Regions from separate parts of the Mus musculus genome. Here region 2 is linked to region 1. Evidence: chromatin contacts called from public Hi-C data. All regions are on one chromosome and are shown on one strand. The core of a region is the stretch at or near the end of the contact, and the rest is flanking DNA. Distances in the headings are between cores, read along the strand shown.

Region 1 (4,930 bases), core at 2,143-4,642:
TCCTTTCTGTTGATCTGATCAAACATTCTGATCAAAATCAGTCTGGGGAAAGAAAGGAAGCATTAAAACTTACACATTATGGTTCATCATTGAAGGATGTCAGGACAAGAATTCAAGCAGACACATAAAGCAGACACCATGAACGAATGCTGCTTGCTAACTCACAGGTTCCTTCTTAGCTAGCTTTCATCACAAGTCCATCTGCCTAGGGAATATTGCTGTCCATAGTGGGCTGGGTCCTCCTACATTAATTAACAAGCATGACAATCCCTCAAAGAAATGCTCACAGGTTAATCTTTTTTGAGTAATTTCTCAAGTGAGACCCCTTTCTCAGGAAATTTGACACTGCGTACAAATGACAGTTAAAGCTAATTAGTGGCTGAGGAAAGTGATGTGCATTCATAGGCAGTCACTAACAAAAATGTTGGTAAGAATTCTAATGAATCCTCATAGAGGCTGAGACGATGTCTCATGCACTTTAGAAATGGAGCTTTGTCCCCCACTTCCAAAAATACACTTACAGTCTGATGTATGTCTATACAATATTTCCTCTGTCGTCGGTGATATTAACTGAAGATGAAATTTACTGACATTCCTTTTCTCAACATAGTGTCTACATACAGAAGAGACAAAAAGCCGTTACCAAGAATAGACAAAAATCTGTTAGCACTCTTTGAGTAAAGAACATGTTTTGAGAAGAATTTTTAAGTTTTATTTTGGTTTTTGTTTTGGTTTGGTTTTTGGTTTTTTTTTTTTTTTTTTTGGTAGTAAAGTTGTTGTGTCAAAGATTTAGGTGACATTGAGTTCAAACTCATTTTGGTAGAAGATGACTTAACATAACAATCAGGTCACACCTAGCTAATGATCTCACATTTAGCCCTTGAACAAGTCTCTGTCTTCTAACCTGCAGCAGTTGTTCAGGAGGAATCAGTATAGAAAGGGAAACGTGAAGCTATGCTGTGGTCCTCTGCATTCTTCTTTATGGAATAGTGAAAAATGGCTTATTCTTTTTTTTTAATTAGGTATTTTCTTCATTTACATTTCCAATGCTATCCCAAAAGTCCCCCCATCCCTCCCCCCCCCCCGACTCCACTTCCCCCTCCCTCCCAGTTCTTGGCCCTGTACTGAGGCATATAAAGTTTGTAAGACCAATGGGCCTCTCTTTCCAATGGCTGACTAGGCCATCTTCTGATACATATGCAGCTAGAGACATGAGCTCCGGGGTACTGGTTAGTTCATATTGTTGTTCCACCTATAGGGTTGCAGACCCCGCTCCTTGGGTACTTTCTCTAGCTCCTCCTTGGGGGCCCTGTGATCCATCCAATAGCTAACTGTGATCTTCCACTTCTGTATTTGCTAAGTCCAGGCATAGCCTCACAAGAGACAGCTATATCTGGGTCCGTTCAGGAAAATCTTGCTAGTGTATGCAATGATGTCAGTGTTTGGAGGCTGATTATGGGATGGATCCCCAGGTATGGCAGTCTCTAGATGGTCCATCCTTTTGTCTCAGCTCCAAACTTTGTCTCTGTAACTACTTCCATGGGTGTTTTGTTCCCAATTCTAAGAAGGGGCAAAGTGTCCACATTTTGGTCTTTGTTCTTCTTTAGTTTCATGTGTTTTGTAGATTGTATCTTGTATCTTGGGTATTCTAAGTTTCTGGGGGCTTATTCTTAATAAGAGTATCATCGACCAAAATCAAATCATTAGTAGGATGTATATTATCAAGACTTGAATAGCAAATGATCATTGCTAGAATGTGGCTCCTTCTGAATAAATTTTTACAACATGTTGCTCTCAGTTTCTATAGTAGCACCTACTGGTATTAGTAGTTAAAACTGACTACAGAAGAATATGAGTGAGTATTTTTTATTAGACTGTGTTCAGTAATTATTTGGAGGTAATAAGATATTAATTTTACATTCATCTTAATTTCTTTTAACTCATATTTATGGTGAAATGAAGTATTTCACACACACACTATGACATTTGTGTACAACTAAATATACAAGTTTTAGACATATTAAGGTATGAAAGTTCAGTTGTAAAATTAAAATTTACATTTTAGAATTCAAAGTTAAAAATCCACATATTTTGTTCGCAGATATCCATGAATGAATGAGGATGGGACTGCTCAAATTATCATTCATGGGTGTAAAGCTCACATGGGACCCTTATTGCCACCTGGTGGCAGTGTACCCTAATTGAAGATTTAGGTTTTGAGTGACACAAAGACACCTATATTTAAAAATAACAGAAGTCACAGGAGAAAGTAAATAGTCTCAAACTCCTGTGGTTTGAAGAAAACACTTGGATTGTTTTCATTGCCCCAATCAACCAAAGAAGAGAAGTACAACTTTGAGCTTCACCATGAAGCCTAGTTTGGTTCAAGACTTACTTCCTGTAGGATATATCTGAAAGTTAGTTAGTCAGGGAGTCCTTTTACTCCTAAGGTAGTAGGGTCATATCCAATTAGGAAATTGACTAAAAAAGTAAGAAAGGGTTCTGTGTTGTATTCTTTCTGTGCGTATAGTGTAGCAGAAGCAACAATGACTTCTGTTGTACCCCAACAGAATCTTCTATGATTAACTACTTTGCCTCCTAAAATTCTCTCAGCTAAATTGATGCATGAAATATTTCATGAAATTTATCTCACCAGCAGAACTACAATTCAGGCTAAATCCATCAGAATCTCTGGGAATGGAAATACCATTGATATTTTTGTTACAAGTTTCCCAGGGTCTACAGTGTGCAGCCAATATTAAAAATCACTGGACTGGAGCAAAGAGAAAGTTAAAGCTTATGCAATAAAAAGAAAATGCTGTTCCCACTTAATATTGGTCAAACCCATGGTGAATTGACATGGGAATTTCAATCATGCCTGAATATATGGAACAAAGAGATCAAGACAGTACCACCATATATTCTCCAAAAACTTTTCAGTGCATTATTTGTAACTGATTCCTGGACACATTTTATTTAACCTACATTCATGTGTTAAGTGACTTTATTATCTCTCTCTACTATTTACAGTTTTAGCCACTTAGCCAAAACATGATTCCTGAGCACCATATGAGTTATAAGCCACAGAGCATGACTTAAGCCAAAGTATGTCTGTCTTCCACACCTAGGGATGTTTTTCTGACACAGCTTGAAATTCAAGTTTCAAAATAGAATGACTATCAGACTTTCAGGAGTCTTTAGAAATTCATGAACAACTATTTTGGGGGCCTTAAAAACTACTTTGCTAAAGATTTGTGCCCTCACAAGGTTCCAAAGCAGTGGATATAAATGCTTCGGTAACAAGGATGTTTTTACTAGGCATATACAGGACTCCAGATGAAAGACAGTTCAAAGATTCATCTGCCGTTGCCTGTGTCTGTCTCCTCACTTGCCAGCTAGCCTATTCAAGGAACTCTACTTCAAGAGCCAAGACAGCAGAAGCTGTCAGCTGATTTACAATTAAATGTGTCAAAGACAGATTTTCAATGGAAAATTTTGGTAGGAAGAATGAGTTTTTCAACTATAAATAGACTCCATCCAAAGTTTCAAAGCGAAGTGTGCTGTGCTTGTCTGGTCCTCTGCACCCTCTACTTTTGAACTTCACACCTACACCTGGACTGTTTCACTTTCTTTGACTGGGATAATCCTGATGATCCAATCAAAGAAAACTATAAGACAGAATTTGCTGAGTTTATGCCATGTATGTGCAGATTCCTGCATTGTATCTCATGCAAAACAGTGAGTTTGTTCAAGTCAAAAGCATCTATGCACACAGACTAGTTAATTCAAGTCACTTTCCAGCCTAATTTGCCTCCAGTACCTAACTTTTTCAGATTAGAAATTAGAGGCCTTTCTAACCATTACAGCGCATCATCTCCTTGTGTTCCTTTATTCTAATGACTTCCTTAGTGTCAGTCTTAGCTCCTATATATCCCTTGGCATACCAACAAATAGTTTTCCTGTCTTAGATCACCAGTAAACTCTTTCAATGACAGGACTCATTATGTCCAGATTCTGTGGTCAGCAATGTGAGTTGTAATGATCCAAGTGGGTCACTTTCATAGTGCCAGGGATCTGGCTTCTGGCCTGGAAATACCAAAGTGACAACGGGACTGCCCTTCATTGGTGTGATCCCTCAATTGGTGGGACTGAGAGAATCATCTAGAACTGCCCTTTCAAGAGCACTGACCTCTCATCCTCTGGGAAGTTTGACTAGACTTCTTTTCCTGAAAGTAAAACCATCTTTGAGAACTACAGAAGCCTTTTCTGCTCCCACATGCTACCAGGGACTCAAAGAGAGCCCAGACTCAATGAATGGAGAAACTGACTTCTTTCTCACTGTTTCACCCAGTCATGTTTTCTCTTCCATACGTAGTTGACTGTTAATCCTGCTCCTGATGTTGGTTCTAATATTTACTTCTCACCACCACATTTGATCAGTTTTTGCAGAACTCATGCTGCTTTATAAGCAAGCATTTGATCATGTTGTTATGCCATTAAACATGGCTTCCCACAAGATATGATGGCACCCGTCTCTAGTCCTATACCAGGAACATTAGAGTGAAAGGATCTCAAGTTCAAGACCATTCTGGACCATACAGTGAAACTCTAACGAAAGGGAAAAACATATTTTTCTTTCTGAACTATGATCTCCAGGAAGCAGGAACCTGGTCTATAGCTTTCTGTATTTGGTGACTGTCACACAGCCTGGCCAAGGGACTATTCAATGCACTGGGCACAAGAAAGTGACAGCAAAAGTGGTTTAGAAGTTGGACCTTCCAGATTATTTTCTTGCTCTGGTATAGACATCAAGCTGCATCACCAACTTACCTATATCAAGTTTCCACAATAGAAAACTGATTTTGTACACATAATAGATGACAATAAATGTTCTCCAAAGCAATATATACATTTCTTCCTCATACTTTTT
Region 2 (4,597 bases), core at 756-3,255, 190 kb after region 1:
TTTGCTTCAATAACTGCACATTCATTACATGAAGACATGCTTCCTTTTTGTTCCAAGAATTCAGTCTTTTTCACATTCTTTCAACTATTTTCTGCATTCTAATTAGGGATCTCTGTTTGTTTGTTTTTTCCATCTTTGTGTTCCAGCCACCTGGTTCTACCATCACATCTTCTTCTCATAAGTTCAGAGAGTCTGATGTAGAAAGAAAAAGTCAAGTCAGTTTGAAAATAAGAGCTACAAAACAGGGTCTGATTAACCAAGTGGAAATAGAATTGAGACCCAGGATTAAGTGTCAATTGTTAATCATTGGTCCCTGTTCAGTTAGAGTGCTACTACCTTTCTTTCCTTCCAATGTTTCTGAGAATCCTGTGTAGAGTCATGACAGAGAAGTGTGTAAAGTCTTGACCGTCTTCTCAGACGTATCCCTAAGAACTTGAAAGCTCTGCGTACATCCTTTAAAGCTCAACAGTGGTGACGCTGATGCTCTGTCTGTTAGCTTCCTTCCCCAGGTGTCAAAATGCCATACAAAATAGAAAGTCCAGTTGTCTGGCGATTATGGCTTATCTTATTATCACATATTATTTTCCACCGAAGAAGTGACTTCTCCTGTTTTTTATATCTCCCCAAGTGTTTTATACCTATTTCTGGATATACATGTATGTAGAGTTATGAAAGAAACTTAGTAAGAAGCTCCTTATATGGAAATTCACTTCCCAGGCATCTCTTCCATATGGATCCTAATCTGTGGGAAAAGCACTGAACTAGAAAAAAAAAGAAAAAAAAAACTGCAGCCAGTTACTTGCTGTGCTGAACTTTTTTAGATGTGGCCTATATGGTAGGTCAAAGCTGCAGATTCTTCATTATTCTTTTTCTTGCTGAAGATGAAAAGTACTGAGGCCAATAACCTGGTGAATAATTCATTTTCCCAAAGAATAATTTGTAAGCCTTGAAATTCCTTTTGGTCAACAAAAGAGCAAATGTTAAGAGATAATAATACTTTCCTCATGCATATAACATTTTATGATGCTTTTCTAACCATTCGCCATACAATGGAGATAATGGCCATACCTAGTATTTATTGATTTTACAATGTGCTAGTGTTTTGTGCTAAGTTCTTCAACTCAGAGATCACAGCCTTTAATTTTTAATGCCTGGACTAGGCATTGCCATTTTTATCTATCCTTTTCAGTGGAAGAAACTAAGATTTTTAAAATGTTAACTAACTTTTGTGGAAACATACAGAATAGAAATTTGTGTCATAGTCACTATGTAAGATTGTCTCTCATAGGGACATTTCTTTAAATTTCTCTGGAAGTCAGTAGGTAATGACAATCATTAAATTCCCAACTAGTTTTTTTTTTCTTTAACAAAAAAGAAAAAGAAAAAGAAGATGAAGGATGGTTCCAGTTTTCAAAGGAAAGACATTGAGCTGCAGAATTGCAACAGGGTACCTAAGTCACATATCATATGATCAAAATTAATTTATGGCATGGAGCCTCGGTGTCTTCCCACATCCCTATGGTAATTCTGACAGAGCCAAAGGGATTCCTCTAAGTCTTGCCTTATATTGTGAAGAACAAATGTGGGGTGGGATATAGCAATAAATAGAGATCAGCGATGACATTTTCAGCCAAGAAGATTGGCTTATCAAATCCCCATCAGCCCTTACTAGATCATATCAAGATTTTGCAATATGAACATAATGTTCTCTACTGTCCAGGACCTAATCCTTTTTCATTGGGGAGCACATTTGCAAACAATGACTCCTAACTCATGAGGAACAGCATCCAACTCTTACTCCACCAGGACCTTTAGTCCACGTTGGAGGCAGCAGCCCCGAGGTTAAAGGGCTTTCCTGAGTCTAACATTGAAGCTCTATCTTGAAAGAAGATTTCCCAAAATGAACCCCCAAAGAAACCAAAAACAGCATGAACGTACATCCTGTTACTCAACACGCCCTGGTTTCCTAATGCAAAGTCAGGAAGAGAAGGTGCCAACATTCCTGAATGTTAGAATCATCACAGAGCAAACTCGTACTGTTCCCACACTCGAACACTAACAAGCTAGACTTCTTGCTCTCCTCTTTACTTATGGAATCTCTGCAAAACCATATGGGCCATGTTAGGCATCAGGCACTAACTCTCCCTATCATTCTCTCTAAGGGATTTGCAGACTCATTCCAGGCAAGTGGCTTTAAAAGCTAGGTTGTCCTATTTGGAAATATAGTCATGGGCCCTGACAAGGAAAAGCACTTTTGAACTTCGACATGTTTTTATAACCACTTCCCTAATTAAATCTCATAGTCTCTTAGAGAAGAAGTGGTCTTCATCACTTCTGTGTCACAAAGCACAGAAGATTAAACTCCAGCCCTCATACCTTGGACTATTTGATGAAAACAAAATGAGGTATTTTGTAGGTAGTGTGATGTGCAGAAATGTCAAATGTGGTTGTTTCTTGGTCTAGGGATTGCCATTTTAATTTCTCTATCTGAAAATGGAAACGATAAGGAAACTTGCCTTGTGTGTTACTGTTTGGAGTCAGTAACATCTGTATGCATTAAGTTTCTGCTTTGCATGTTAACCCACACATACACACACATTCAGACACACATACACACACACACATACTCTCTCTCTCTCTCTCTCTCTCTCTCTCTCTCACACACACACACACACACACACGCACTCAGACACACATACACACTCTCACGCATTCTCACTTTCACACACATATACACATTTGAAACACTTAGCAGTTTTTTTCTATACTGGCTATTCCTTCCCTCATTCACTGGTGTTTCTGATGGTCATTGGATGGAAAAATCAAGGAGTTTTCTATTGTAAAGGACACAGCAATGAACAATATGGCGGGGGCAGGTTCTGCTTATAAAATGTGCTTTGTTTCTATAAATTAACACAAATTACAGTTATTTTCCATTATTAATTTCAAGTCAATGCCACCATTTATTTAGTTAAACATTCTCTTGGTTCTTCCCCTGGCTGGTCCACCCCATTCCTTTCGCAGGTGGGGCAGTTCTGCTAGTAACTGCTGCAGAATGTGATTTCTTGAATGGGGGGGGGGGGGCTTAACCAAAGGAGTGGAACAAGTTTTCTGGAATTTGACACCTACTGGCTATCTGTATGTGTGTCGATGAGAAATCTGAGTGGGGTTTCTGCTATGTGCAAGCACCATCCTGGGTACTGCGCTGAGCAAGAAAAGAAAAGTGCATGGGCTTAGGCAATGTACTAACTGGGAGTAGGGCTGCGCAGGGTAGGGCTGTGAAGCATACACAGCATTTTTCCGAGGCGAGATGGGTGAGTGCTGCATTCCAGGGTTAGCCACTAGTATGAGCAAGCATAGACAGTGCGTTCTGGAGCTTCCTGCCTGGACCATAAAACCCACCCTCTATTCCTTCCTATTGTATACACATATACATCATATATATATATATATGAATATGACATATATCTGCTCATGGGCATGTGTGACATGAAATATACACTTTCAATTTACTAAAGAAGAGATTTATTAAATAAATTTTAATTTGGGGGGGCAGAATCAAAATCTGTCCCTTGTTATATACTAGTAAAAGAAATTTTCTGAGATTCCTATGAGAAGATGAAAATGATATTTTCTTTTTTCACAGAAAAAAAAAGTAACCTATTCACAAACATGCCTATAGTTTTATAAGTGGCAAAATTAGAATTCAATGTTGGTATTTGAAAATGCAGGATTTTAAGAAAGACGAAGTAAGGCAAGCAGAAGTGAAAGAAGGGGTTTTCAGCACCCTAAAGCATACAAAGCACCCCCATTTTAAGGCCCTAGAGTTTACCATCTGGGTCTACAGACAGAAGGTGAAAAGAAGCCTATCAATGGAAGACACGGGATAAAAGAAGAAGTGGTGTCACAGTGGCGAAGTCTTAGCTCCTCAAGCCTCATCAAATGGTCCAGCACCCTAAACTGCAAGACTCTGAGAGCCCAAGTGATTCTCAGGGAGTAGGACACGATCAGCATCACGCATCAGCTGGAAGCATCCATGGCCCTCAACCCAAGGTCCAAATGGGGCCTTAAAACCAGTGGCTGTAAATTCCTTTACAAACTATCCCAGGCATTCCTTACCTTGCATGCATCAAGGTCTAAGACACACTCTGTCCCCAAGAAGCCTTCCATGAAAACTCAGGCTTTCTCTTGCCTAAAGCTCTTAGAGCTAATGCAAACAAGATGAGTAGTAGTATTTGTTAAAGGTCCATTATGTTCCAGACACTGCGTGAAACCTGTTCAACAGTTTCATTATTTAAATATCCCACTCTCAACATACCAATCTATGAAAAAAGTTCACTGTCTTTTTAAAACACTGTGATTTTCTGATGTCAGAATACTTTCAAGTAGCACCCAGCCAGGTTGTTAACCCAAAGCCCGCTTCTGTTTCACTGTAAACGCTTTCTTCCTGGCCTCTGCCTGCTTGGAGAATTATCCCAGCATTCCAGGAGAATGGATAGGAGAAATCGGTCTAACGAGTCTTGTTGAGAATGGACAGGGTCAAATTTTTCATGCTCAGCAGCATGGTGTGTTCTCCAAAGGACTCAGCTCAGAGGGT

What was found. Hi-C and Micro-C count contacts between places; a contact is called where the count stands out from the background.
Region 2: a Hi-C map of the 4T1 cell line shows a contact between it and region 1, with 1.6 times the contacts expected there. The contact joins two enhancer-like sites.

Annotation. Positions count from the first base shown.
Region 1 is chr15:61,413,644-61,418,573 of GRCm38.p6, forward strand. No RefSeq gene overlaps it. Among named protein-coding and RNA genes, the nearest start is that of Gm24696, 58 kb to the left of the region's middle. Within about 2 kb of position 3,393, at least 11 of the 459 cell types and tissues checked have an H3K27ac peak or open chromatin away from gene starts, as enhancers often do. A contact at or near this core is called in the 4T1 cell line, where this site is marked.
Region 2 is chr15:61,606,611-61,611,207 of GRCm38.p6, forward strand. No RefSeq gene overlaps it. Among named protein-coding and RNA genes, the nearest start is that of D030024E09Rik, 170 kb to the right of the region's middle. Within about 2 kb of position 2,006, at least 78 of the 459 cell types and tissues checked have an H3K27ac peak or open chromatin away from gene starts, as enhancers often do. A contact at or near this core is called in the 4T1 cell line, where this site is marked.